Regions from separate parts of the Mus musculus genome. Here region 2 is linked to region 1. The links are chromatin contacts, called in public promoter capture Hi-C maps. All regions are on one chromosome and are shown on one strand. The core of a region is the stretch at or near the end of the contact, and the rest is flanking DNA. Distances in the headings are between cores, read along the strand shown.

Region 1 (6,727 bases), core at 4,084-6,583:
TCCCCTGATCTGTGTATGTTTGGAAAATGCTGTGGGAGGGGAAGACTGGGAAACAGCATAGGACTTTGCAGACAGCTGAGTGTCAGGGACTCAGAGAAGTCTCCATTTCTCAGCCCTGATGCATTGTCATGGGCCATCTCAGTTCTAAATTTAACTACCAGTTGTCAGTAGGAAGGAGTACTGGCAAATCACAAGTCGTCGTCCGGTACAGGGCCTTACAGGTTTACAGTAAAGTCAGGAGCAAATCTCACTCCCAACACTTTTGGAAACCTGGCTCTCATCTTCTGGCTGTAATAGAAGCTGGGGGATACCTCCGATCTCTGCCTACTCATCAACAAACTGCATGCTTGTTGGTGGTAGTTCAAACGTCCTTCTTCAAAGTCGTGCGTGCCTCCTGATGACTAAGATAATATGCTTTTAACTCCAGTATTCATTAAACTCATGAAATTGTGCTACTATACTTTACCTTAAGCAATAACACATCTTCAAAATATGGCTTTTAAATCACATTGTATTGGGAAGTCACTTACATTTGGGATGATCACACACTGAAGAAGAAAAAAAAAAACTGTCTGGCTAAATCTATTTTAAAATTTGTCTTTTGTTGCCCCCTGGTGGTTGAACATTTTCCTCACCCTGCCCCGCCCCCACTCCACTACCAAACTTTTTTTTTTCCCTCATCCTTTTTAACTTTTTGTTGTGGCCAAGGGAAATACCTTAAACCTGGAAAAGCAATTAAAGCCAGTTCCAAGTGTCAAGTAGCAATTCACACACACGCACACACACACACACACACACACACACACACACACACCAAAACAAAAACCATGCATAGCAAATGAATCAATGATGCTGTAATTCTCTCAATAGATTGCACGTCTGTGATTTCTTTCTCCATTTGAGTTGCACTGAGCTCTCAACTGTGACAAATAAAAGCAGCCAAAGATAATTCTCGTTTTTAAAATATCCTAATAGTATTTGGATTAAGCTAACAAAATCACATGCTTAAAAATTAGCTGCGGGCTTGAAAATGTGTAAATACAAGTAATATTGAAATATTTAAAAATTGGTTTACAGATTCCTTAAAATGGTAAGAGAAATCTGTTACATATCGTTGGAAAGACATAAAACTTTTGCAAATTCCTAGTTTAACTGGAAAAGAAAACCAAATACCATTTGTTGTAGACTATCGCCACCTTGTGGGCTAAGCAAGAGGTACTGAAGCTGGTGACCCTTTTAAGGTGGAATTTTTTTTCTAATATAAAATTCCTTTTTCTAATAAAATAAAATTAATAATTGTAAAAAGAACATAAGTCACAAGTCTGATAATATATTTACTTACCAAAGATTTATATTAAAATACCAAGAGATATTTTATTAAAAATTATGACTGTGGTAGTTTATTTCTGAGATCCCCAGTTTCATACTGAATCATCTTGAACAAGTTAATGAGCCACTTTAAGGCTCCCCTCTGCTATATTTTTCAGGAAAATAAATTAGAAAGATTATACTTCTCTCAGATCTTCCAGTGTACAAATTTGGGGTTGGTAGATACCCTATGTCCAAATGGAATTAATAATTTTTCAGACTTTGATGTTTATTAAACTCACAACCTGCTTAAAATGGATGTTTTCTTTCTGAAATCTCCATTTAGATAAAAAATATTCATTGCTCCAGCGTTGACATTTGTTCCTATGTACTCCAAAGGGAGACTAACGCCAGACGGCTTTTGCATTTCTAATTGGCAGAGCATGTAGTAGGAGTTACAAATCAAAAGCCTTCCATGCTTATGAAATGTGCTCATTAGCTGTTACTGTAGGTGATATTTACACTCAAAGAATCCTAATAGCGCCTCCATATTACCAGACTTCCTCACCTCCATGGCTGCCTGGAGAGTGCTCTCTTTGATAAAGACTTCACGAGAATTATTCTGTGTCTTTAACCTGTGGATCCTTGAGACACGCAAACATGGAAGAAACTCATTGACGTTCACAGTTGATACCCACTTCTTTTACTTCAAACTCTACTTTTTTTTTTTCCCTCCCTTGGGGACTCAGTGTGTAAAAAAAAAAAAAAAAAAAAAAAAAAAAAAACAAGTCTTCTTTTATAAGCTTGAATTTTGTATTTTGAGATGAATGAGTTCAGGTCATCTCAGTAAGTTCCCAAATAAATAACTTCTTGAAGTCTTCCTCTTAAGACGCGTTAAGCTGGTGTTTCTGCAAGCTCATCTATGAAGAAATACACTCTATAGGAAGAAAACCAGAAGTACAAGGGACAGATGTTAGCAGAGCATAGGGATTTCGAGTTGCCGACACAAATCCAGGAGCAAGGGTTTTATAAGTGTAACACTATGCAAGTTACTACAACAACCCAGTGTTTCACCATTGTCTCTCTGGTCAGTAAATGGAACCCCTAAGATCTTGCTTTTTCATTCAGATATTTTCTTTCAATTTACATTTTGCTTATACAGATGGGTATGTGTTATAGGCTTGTGTGCCAAACACACAATGCTGATCTTAATTGTTTTAAAAGTGGATTAGAGACTCTTCTGAATGTGCACTATTTTTTTTTCAGTTTAGTAATTGGCAACTCCAATACTCATGTCTCTGTTGAAGCGATTAAAAAAGAATCATTTCCCAGAACTACAGGTGCACAACAGATTGGAGCCATTATGCAAAAGAACAGAAATCTGGAGAGAAACCCAGAGAATATAAAAGCCATGTTCCTGGCAACCCTTTCCCCTTTAACTCAGTGCCTTTTTTTTTCCAGCTCTATTTGGATACAGAACATGAAATATGAAAAAATTATAATGGATTTGAAGTAACCCATTTGAGATTCGAAATGTACTCCCAAATGAAAATCTCTTTCAATAAGAGCACACGAGAGGCAGAAATGGGCTCACAGCCAAGCTTGCAACTTTAAAAGGTAAAGTCGCCTGCCATGGGAGAGTGGAGAGACTGAAATATACTACACTTTGATTTGAAAATTACATATGTTTCTGGTGGTCCTGCAACTCTTCCTTCCTGCCTCAATTGAAGGAGATCACACATACATTATGGATCTAGTAAGACTTTCATCCCTTGTCCACCTCAAGCATCTTTCATCTCCCTTGCCCACCGGCTTTTATGTTCTACATTCTAAGCAAGGAAGTAAAGGCACGGGTGAATCTGCCCTTGTTTGTATTTGTTCTCACAAGTATCTAACCTTGCTGGTTAGCAAGTGAGAGAGAACAGAGGGGAAAGGAAGCCACACAAACAGGAAAGATTAAAAAAAAAAAAAAAAGTCAGGCAGCATAACAGAAAATGGAAATGCTTCTCAAATAAAGTGGGTCGACCGACCAGGAATGTGGGCTTCGGGAAAGCCCACTTGTGAATCAGGTTCTTAAACAAAAAAGAAAGAGGCCGGACACCCCACAAATGAATGGGCTCCGCTCCTAACTGTGGATGTCAGTGAGAGCTGAAGAAGAGCTGAAGAAAGATGAAGAAACAGAAAGGAAGGAAGACGAACAACATCAAAGTTCCCTGGTGGAAGAGCAAGGTTGCTTGATGTGTTTAGTTCAGCTATCAGTGTGATTTTAAGAAACCAAAATTTGAGAGCGGACTCCTCGGATGAGTGCAATCACCAGGAAGTTGTTAAGAGCTTGGAGGTTGGAGGTTGGGGTAGTCTTGTTTCTCCCAGTCACTCCTCCTCCTCCTCCTCCTCCTCCTCCTCCTCCTCCTCCTCCTCGTCCTCCTCCTTCTTCTTCTTTTAATTCGATATTCCCTGGTGTGGGAAACAAAGTTTTTGTTTGTTTTCATGAAGACTATCTAGAACCCTGGGAAAGTGTCTGCCAGAAACCTTTGGAAGATTGCAAGGGACTGTCTGAGGCCCACAAATTTAGGAAGATCTGGGGAGGAGCAAAGGATTAACCAAGAGCCAACCGGAGCAGCAGTTGGGGGTGGGGCAGCAAGTCGGGAGCCCAGAACTGGGCAGGGCAGGGAGCAAGAGCTAGCTGGTGTGAGCGCGCGGGTCTGCCTGAGGACTTGGGCTGTGGTTCTCAAGCTTGTCCTAATGCCTTTCCGCCAGTGAGAGCATTGTGAACTATTTCCTTCCTCTGGGTCACAGAACCCCTCCCTCTTTCTCAGTTCAGGAGCCTCTCTCGACTTTTTCTTAGGGGCCGGGGTTGGAAGGGCTCAGCTTTTGTGACTTTCGTAACGCGGATGCTGCCTTTCCCTTCCCGGTAGGAAGCGGGGAGGGGGGGGGAGGGGAACTCGGTTTCCTTCCACCCCATCACCCAACCCTCCTTCCCCCCACACCGTTCCCCCCCGCCGCCGCTTTGGACTTGATACTGAAGTGGGGAATCTTAGATGCATCTGTCCGCCTGGCCTGCGGCCTGCAGCAGCTGCTGTTAAGATTTTGGAAGAACGCAGACTAGAAGGGAGTTGCTTCTCCAATGAAGAAGAGAAAGCAGAAATCCCTTTTTTTTTTTTTTTTTTTTTTTTTTTTGTCTCTAGGGAACTAAAGCTGGTTCCAGATAGACTATTCTGGAAAAAGCCAAGATACACACACACACACACACACACACACACACACACACATCGCCCCACCCCCACCCCCCACCCCAGAGGTCTCTAGGTAGGACTTGAGGAAACTGTTAAGGTCGTTCCACGTGGATTTTTAGAATCCAGAGTTGGAGAGGTGCTCTATGAACCACCACCACCACCACCACACACACACACACACACACACTCTCTCTCTCTCTCTCTCTCTCTCTCTCTTCCTCTCTCTTTCTTTTCTCTTCCTGAGAAGCGCAGAATCAACACTTTGCCCAAGAAAAGCTGGGGTAAAGAGAAGGACGCTTTAGCCATGGTGCCCATGGAAACGTAGACGAGACGGAAAAGTAGGGTGCTTTTTAAGAAAAGGCAGCTGTAGCTAATAGCCCACTTTGGGGCAGAAGAGGCTCTGACTAGGGGAGAAAAGGAATGTTGAGGAATCTTTTCAATTCGACCCTCTTTCTTGGAAACTGCAGCCCAGCCGGGGCACAGGAAGGGCGACAGGAAGCAGGGTGGTCCGGGAATCAGCAGCCGAGAGATGAAGTTAAAGGTTCACTCTTTTCCCCAGAGCAGCCAGCGCTGTACAAAGTGCTGGTCCCAGCGCTGTTTCGGCGTCTTACACCCCCAGAGTGACGAGCTGTGGCGTGAGGCCAGGGCGGAGGCTGCCCCCTCCCCCTTCAGGCCCCGAGGCGCAGAGCTCGGTTTAGCACCGACTGAGCTCAGGGGGCGGTGTCGCAGTGTTGGGGGAAGGAGGGGCTCCTATGTGGCTATAAAGGGGCGGCCGGGGCTGCCTGGTCCTTGCACTCGCTAGAAAGCAGCTCCGAGCTAGGTGCTATCGCAAGGCCAGAGCGCACAGCCCGGCGGAGAGAGCAGATCCTTGCTCAGATCGAGTCAAATCGGGGCCAAGGCGGAGGACGAAGAGTCCAGGCTCCTATTCTGGACTTGTTCCCCAGCTCCGGGGGCGCTTCTAGGTCCTGCAGCAGCCAGCAGTGCGGAGCCACCAACTCGGTGCTGGAATGAAAAAATTCCCGCGCGCCAGTGCAGAATCTTTCTAAGTGACCCGGAGCTTCGGGTGCTAGCTCTGCACGAACTTTCCCATCAAAGTGATCGTGAATTTTAAGCATCAGGAGCAGGCCAGCGAAGCTCTACGCGTCTAAACGTCTATCCAGACCAAGAGTTCTCTGCGGTGCAGGGTGCGGTGCCATGCAGCCAAAAGTCCCTTTGGGGTCACGCAAGCAGAAGCCCTGCTCCGACATGGGGGACGTCCAGCGGGCAGCGAGATCTCGGGGCTCTCTGTCCGCACACATGCTGTTGCTGCTCCTCGCTTCCATAACAATGCTGCTATGTGCGCGGGGCGCACACGGGCGCCCCACGGAGGAAGATGAGGAGCTGGTCCTGCCCTCGCTGGAGCGCGCCCCGGGCCACGATTCCACCACCACACGCCTTCGTCTGGACGCCTTTGGCCAGCAGCTACATCTGAAGTTGCAGCCGGACAGCGGTTTCTTGGCGCCTGGCTTCACCCTGCAGACTGTGGGGCGCAGTCCCGGGTCCGAGGCACAACATCTGGACCCCACCGGGGACCTGGCTCACTGCTTCTACTCTGGCACGGTGAACGGTGATCCCGGCTCTGCCGCAGCCCTCAGCCTCTGTGAAGGTGTGCGTGGTGCCTTCTACCTACAAGGAGAGGAGTTCTTCATTCAGCCAGCGCCTGGAGTGGCCACCGAGCGCCTGGCCCCTGCCGTGCCCGAGGAGGAGTCATCCGCACGGCCGCAGTTCCACATCCTGAGGCGAAGGCGGCGGGGCAGTGGCGGCGCCAAGTGCGGCGTCATGGACGACGAGACCCTGCCAACCAGCGACTCGCGACCCGAGAGCCAGAACACCCGGAACCAGTGGCCTGTGCGGGACCCCACGCCTCAGGACGCGGGAAAGCCATCAGGTATAAGAGTGACCCCCATCTCTCAGTCTTTACGAGGCGTGACTTGGGGTCACACTCCAGATCGCCTCTAAATGCGAATGACTCAGACTTGCAGTGAATTGAAGTTCTGGGTCGTGACCTTCCCGCTCCCCCCCCCAAAAAAAGTGTGACCATACTCTGCTAGAACACTTATTTGCCCGAATAGTTAATAATTTGAGAAAGAGAGAAAGAATCGGAGGTCCTGTAGATAAGGGCTAAGCGTTTCCTCCGCGAAGCCAAT
Region 2 (5,978 bases), core at 393-2,892, 160 kb before region 1:
CAGACACATTGCAGGGATTACACAGAATATTTGACCTGGAAGTATACTACTAGCACATTAGTAAACATAACCCAAGTGCAGGAGACTTTGTTTCTTCAATTTAACAAGGGCTTTAAAGTACAAGTACGAAGGTCCCTTTTAAAGCTACTTTCAAACTTTTACAATGGCACAGTATCAAGAAAGAGATTGCAGGCTGGTAAGAGGGCTCAGTTGGTAAAGGCACACACGCAGCAAGCCTAAAAACCTATTTTCAATCCCAGGAACTCACGTATTAGAAAAAGAGAATCAGTCAACCTCTGCAAGTTATGAGTGACATATCTCATAATTTGACACATGCTTATCCACATATATATACACATAGAATAAACAAAATAATAAATTATTAAATAGCATTATACTTTACATAAGATCCCCTCTCTCTTTCTCTCTCTCTCTCTCTCTCTTTCTCTCACTCTCTCTCCACACACACACACAGAGAGAGAGAGAGAGAGAGAGAGAGAGAGAGAGAGAGAGAGAGAGAGAGAGTCTTAAGACAGCCTGAAACTGTTCAACACATCTTCAATTTGTCGTGATTATGACTCTAGCATTGTCAATCACTTACAGTAGACTGGATTGCTTCCTGGTAAATTTCAGAACTTGAAGTTCTTATCTTATAGATGACTTTATTTGAAGGGTTTTTTTCAGGGTATATTTAATAAATATTAAATAACATGTAAGCATAATGTCCAGCAGGACGGCGACCTTACAAAAGCAGAAAACGAGATTAGTGCATGGTCACAAAACCACTGAAAGGTTGTATGAACCTACAGCATGGAGACAACATCTGCAAATTGGAAAGAGAAAACTTGCCAGAAACACAAATGGTAGAATCTTGATAGTGGAGCCAATCTGCAGAACCATCAAAGAATACAGCTCTCCCGTTGATAGCTTCCAAACGGACCAATAACCATCTGCCCAGAAAAGTCTACTGAAAGCTGCTAATATAAGAAATGTGAATAAGCATGAAGTTTGTGTTAATAGAAGTCAGGCTATGTTTTAAAAGCCAGCCATGCATGTTTGGGTAGCGACTTTCCACGTCGCCCCCTGACACATCTGGCTTTAACAGATTGCCAACATGACGTGCAGCAACAAACACAAAAACAACAACAACTCAACCAGATCCTTAACATCCTGATTATATCCAACGAAAACATGTGCCCTGTTCCAGAGCAATAAAAAGTGTTGTGCTGTTGTTCTTATTTCTAAATATATAACAGGTCTTGAAAAAAAAATATCTCATCCTTTCATCGGGAAAACCAAAAATATCTTTAAAGAGGAGACTCTTTGCAACTTGCTTCCTCCTCTTGTTAAACTCTAGGCTGATTTGTTCTTGGGGTTGGTGACAGGATGCCACCACACTAGGATTCTTTTCTGCTAGTGGAGCATTGTCCCAGCTGACACTGCCTGAGTAGTAATTATTTAAAGTTCTTTCCCCTTCCTCTACAGCTCTTAGTTGCAAGTATTTTCTCCCCAAACTGTTTCTCTTTTGTGTTGCCAGAAAAATCCAGGCTCTTTTTCAATGATTAGATTACCAGCCAGTGACTTTCCTTTGTTGAAAGGACAAGCTTTCTAACAAAGGAGGTGCCTTTCAGGGTAAAGTGCAATGCATCCATGCAGTGCAGAGGTTATAAGGCAGCAGTCTTCACACAGCAAAGCAACCATAAGGTACACTGACTGCAGCTTGGGATTTCTCTGCCTCTTTGTCTGTGTTTTTCTGCCTCTCTGCCTTCTGTAATGCAGAGAGCTGAACTTAGGGCCTTTCTGGCCAAACATTCCACTCCTGTGGGGTATCCACCAGAGAAGACTGCTCCTACACAACTTTAAGCCAATAGAAAGTCTTTATTAGGCAGCTGGTGACTACACTGCTCATTCAGTCTCCCTGAGCCTTTCTCTGAGTGAACTTTTTAAGCACAAAAATTGTATCCTGGGTTGACGTACTTCAGTTAACAAAAACAGTTAGCCAGAAATAGAAATAGAAAATCCAACATGGAAGGTTAGTACTTTTAGAGACCTTCCCAGAACCATGAACTTTGATGGACTTCTCCTTTGTTTTCATTTTGTCAGATGGTGCTATCTACACGCTAAGTTTTGTGGTTGGAATGGCAGTTCCTTCATGGAGCCAGTAGTGCTAAAGTCTGGGGGCTTGTTACACTACCACTGGGCTATTTCATCCCCAGTCTTCATCTTTACCAAGAGAGAAACACAGGAAGAGGCCCTCTATTCACTCTTCTCAAATAACATTCAGTGTATTAATAACAAAGGTTTTAGTTTAAATGTAAAAAAGGGGGGAGGGGGCTAAAGAGATGGCTCAGCAGCTAAAAGCTCTTGCTGCTATTCCAGCAGTAAACCCAGCTCCCAAGTAGGCACCTACAATCATTTGTAACTTCAGTTCCAGTGTGGCCAACATGTTATTCTAGTCTTCATAGGCACCGCACACATACAAACTATGCAAACACACATGCAAGCAAAACATAAATTAAGTTAAAAATAAGGGAAAAAAAAAACTAAAAAGATGTCTCTATAAATTGAAGAAAAGCCCTTGGACTCACTTCCATTGTAAAGGAATGAAGATAATGGTCTTGTTTATATATCACCATTCTTCTTTTCCTTGCTTTAAACTATGTCTCAAAATTGAAAAGTTCTGAATTTCTTCAATGCCTTTTCCCATAAATATATTGCAGAAAATTTCTCTTAGCATCAGGGGCACATGTTATTTATAAGACTTATCAAAACACTAGAAGAAAACCAAAGAGGACCTGTGAAAGTTTTGACAGTTCACTTCATCCCCATTCTAAGAACATTGTTACTTCATAGATCGTTTCAAGTGAGTGACGTAGGTTTTCAAATCATATCTGTGACTTCAGTCCTACTGAGTTGACTGCCAACTCATATCTATTATATTTCTCTCTCCCATAAAAACCATCTCAGAGCATGAGGGCCTGTCAGTTTCAGATAGAAACTAGGGGCAATATGAAGTAGAGGATTCTGGGAAATGACACCTAAGAGAAGGAGGTAGAGGCAATGCAGTCTTGTCTGTGGACAATGAAGTGGAGGTGTATGTGAGAAAGTTGAGTAAGGTGTCACGTGATTCACTGGAATGATGGCCTCTGATTACAAGGTCAACATTATTTTAACCTTATCAGTACCATGCTGTAGACTTTAGGGAATTATGGTGCATTCTGCATCTGTGTTTTATTTATATCTTTCTTTCAAAGGTATTTTGGTTTCAATAGCTCTATTCCTCCTCCTCTGGAATGTTCCATCTCTCATCAGTGATTCTTCTTCAGGCTTTGTCTGTCTCACAGAGGCCCATAAACATGCCATGGCCTCAATTCCAAACTTCAATTCCTCCCTATTCTCTTCCCCACCAGGATTTTAAGCTTACTACTTGAATATCTCATTTCATGCAGACTGGTGCAATCTATGTTTGTCTTTTCTTTACTCACTACCTACATTTTTTTTCATACTCCCTGGTGTCAGAGTAATGTCTCTCTGTCATTCTTTAATATAAAGTGTTCTACTCTTTACATCTAAGAATAATGGGACCATTGTCTTTCTTCAATGTGTACTGCCATCTTTAATCATTAATTTTCTTTAAAAATAAATTTGTGGAAGTACTAAATCATGTCATATAAAAGGGAAGACACAAATAACAAGTCAATAACAAGAGGATGCAAACTAAATTTTATAAAGTCTGAGAAACATTGGAATGTTATAAACATTATTGAACGTGGAGTCACAATATATTGTTCCCTTAAGGACTGGTGCCTTATATGGTTGCTCTTTGCCTTTAGGACCTATTCTTTAACTTTCCTGAGCATGTTTTATTTTCTATAGACATCTCATTAACACCACTTGTTCCATGTCTTCTGTGAACACCCTATAAGATGCCTGAAATTGTATCTTTCAGGATTCCCTACTCAAGGTGATTTCTGATGCCTGTCTACAAACATGTATTCATGGTTTAGTGATACTACTCTAATAAACATTATATTATTCTAGCAAACATTTCTTGCTAAAGCTTTTTGTGCATCTTGTTGAAGTCTTTTCAGCAAGAGTGCCAGGCATCAAGGAACTCTATGACATGAAGACAATGGTTAGTATTAGTCTGGAACCTCTGGTTGTCCCTACACAAGCTGGAAAACCCCATCTGCCCTCCTTCCCCCAAACCTGACTCCTCTGAGAAGACTACAAGCTAACTCCTCCTCTCTGTGTTTTCTGCAACCCACCCTGGACTACCCACCCAGGAGCTCATGTTTTGATCATATATGGTCATAATCCCAGCTCCTAACTGACATATCACATCATGGCTCCTTACCTAAGCTCTATAAAAATCCCCTGGCTTTAGCCCACCTGCAAGACTTCACTGAACTCCACCTATGAGATTGGTGAACCTGCTCACGAGCTGCCTCCTAATAAACCTGCCTTTATCTACTTTTAATATGGTCTAATCTGGCCTGTATCTTTGTCACCACAGAGAGAAGAAGCAATTCAGTTGGTAAGTACTAAATGGCTAGTATACACAAAGGGAGTATCAGTTTAATGTAATAAGGTTTAACATAACTCTGGTTAGGAATCCTCACCAGATGTATGAAGTGCAATAACTAGTTGTTACTATCTAACTAACACTTACCACTAGACAGCAGGAAATAGGTCATTTGCTCACCTCTTGAAGTTAGGATAGATTGTATTACTACTTGGAGTTATGAGAAATAAGTCATAAGAAAATGTAGAGCAAGCACTTTTGTATTTTCTACACAATCAATAACATTCTAGACAGTAAACCCAGATTCCCCTGTAAAAAGCCAGGAATGGCCAAAAATTGCTCAGAGCTTGGGGCAGGCAGCAAGGGCAGGAGAATTATTGAGACCTGTTGGTCACAAGGGTAGCTGTGGATTCAATGAGAGACATTGTTTCGATGGGAATAATATGGATAATAATAAAGATGTCTGAAGTCCTCTGTGAAGCAAGTATAAAGCACAGGGAGGATAGAGGAGGAAAAGGAGAATGGAGGGAGAGAGAGACTGCGAGACAGAGAGACACAAAGGGAGAAAGAGAAGGAGGAGCTTAAATAATGCTAGTTATTGAGACTGGCAGCCCAACAATGGGCACTATGCTGACTTTTTGAAATGTGGTTTATATTCATAAAACCATTCAAAGTAGCATCAAAACCATTATATACCTGTGAATAAGTCAAATGGCAGGTGAACAAAACTTTTTCCATAGAATTATGGCAAACAAACAAAAATAAAATCCCAAGCCTACTGAGAAAAATAAAATTTTAAGAAAGTATATTGTTGAGCATAATGCCATCTTCATTAGCTGGAAATCTCATTATTTTTTATGACATTTGTATCTTCAAAGTAATGACTGGAAAGCAACACAGTGGACAGTCAGACATCTCATTGTGAAGCTTATATATGCTGCACTTGAATAGAAATCACATATAAATCCTAAAATGAATGGTAATTACTTACAGAAAAGAAATACATTGTGTCAGCATATTTCTATCGCACAGTTTAGATGAGGATGTATGACTATCTAGCTGTGGTGCTAATACGTTCCATTGCTCATGTCAAACTTCTCACCTTCTCAAATTGCATGAGAGCAGACGTTTTGGACCCTTTATACCCGTGTCATTCTGGGAAACCATCTTACCATTCCTCAGTAATATTTTACAAGTGGAGTCAGTCGGTGCAGAAAGGATCACTGGCCTCAGATGTATTTGTTGGTTGGTGAATTGGTAGCCGTCTTAACAACTGTAAGTCACAATCGTATGTGGCCATTGCAAATGCCCTTTGCAATATCTGTCTCTAACATAAGATACATGGCATAAATGAGGAGTAAAATGGAAGCCCCCTGTTAATCTACCAGTTCATTTATAACTAGATCTGTGGGTAAGCACAGCATCTGCCAGGTCCACATGAAAATACTTCGTC

What was found. Promoter capture Hi-C pulls out the DNA fragments that hold promoters and counts their contacts.
Region 2: a promoter capture Hi-C map of cranial neural crest shows a contact between it and region 1, with 2.3 times the contacts expected there. The contact joins the enhancer-like site here to the promoter of Adamts1 in region 1. A contact is called at or near these places in 1 of 39 promoter capture datasets (cranial neural crest), 3 of 484 Hi-C or Micro-C datasets (the C2C12 cell line, nephron progenitors and undifferentiated spermatogonia) and 2 of 9 other capture datasets (adipose tissue and pancreatic islet).

The regions. Positions count from the first base shown.
Region 1 is chr16:85,801,719-85,808,445 of GRCm38.p6, reverse strand. It overlaps Adamts1 (a disintegrin-like and metallopeptidase (reprolysin type) with thrombospondin type 1 motif, 1), which reads left to right and starts at 5,333. Exons shown (of 9, transcript NM_009621.5): 1 at 5,333-6,468. The coding sequence starts at 5,736.
Region 2 is chr16:85,960,430-85,966,407 of GRCm38.p6, reverse strand. No RefSeq gene overlaps it. Among named protein-coding and RNA genes, the nearest start is that of Adamts5, 62 kb to the right of the region's middle. Within about 2 kb of position 1,642, at least 21 of the 459 cell types and tissues checked have an H3K27ac peak or open chromatin away from gene starts, as enhancers often do.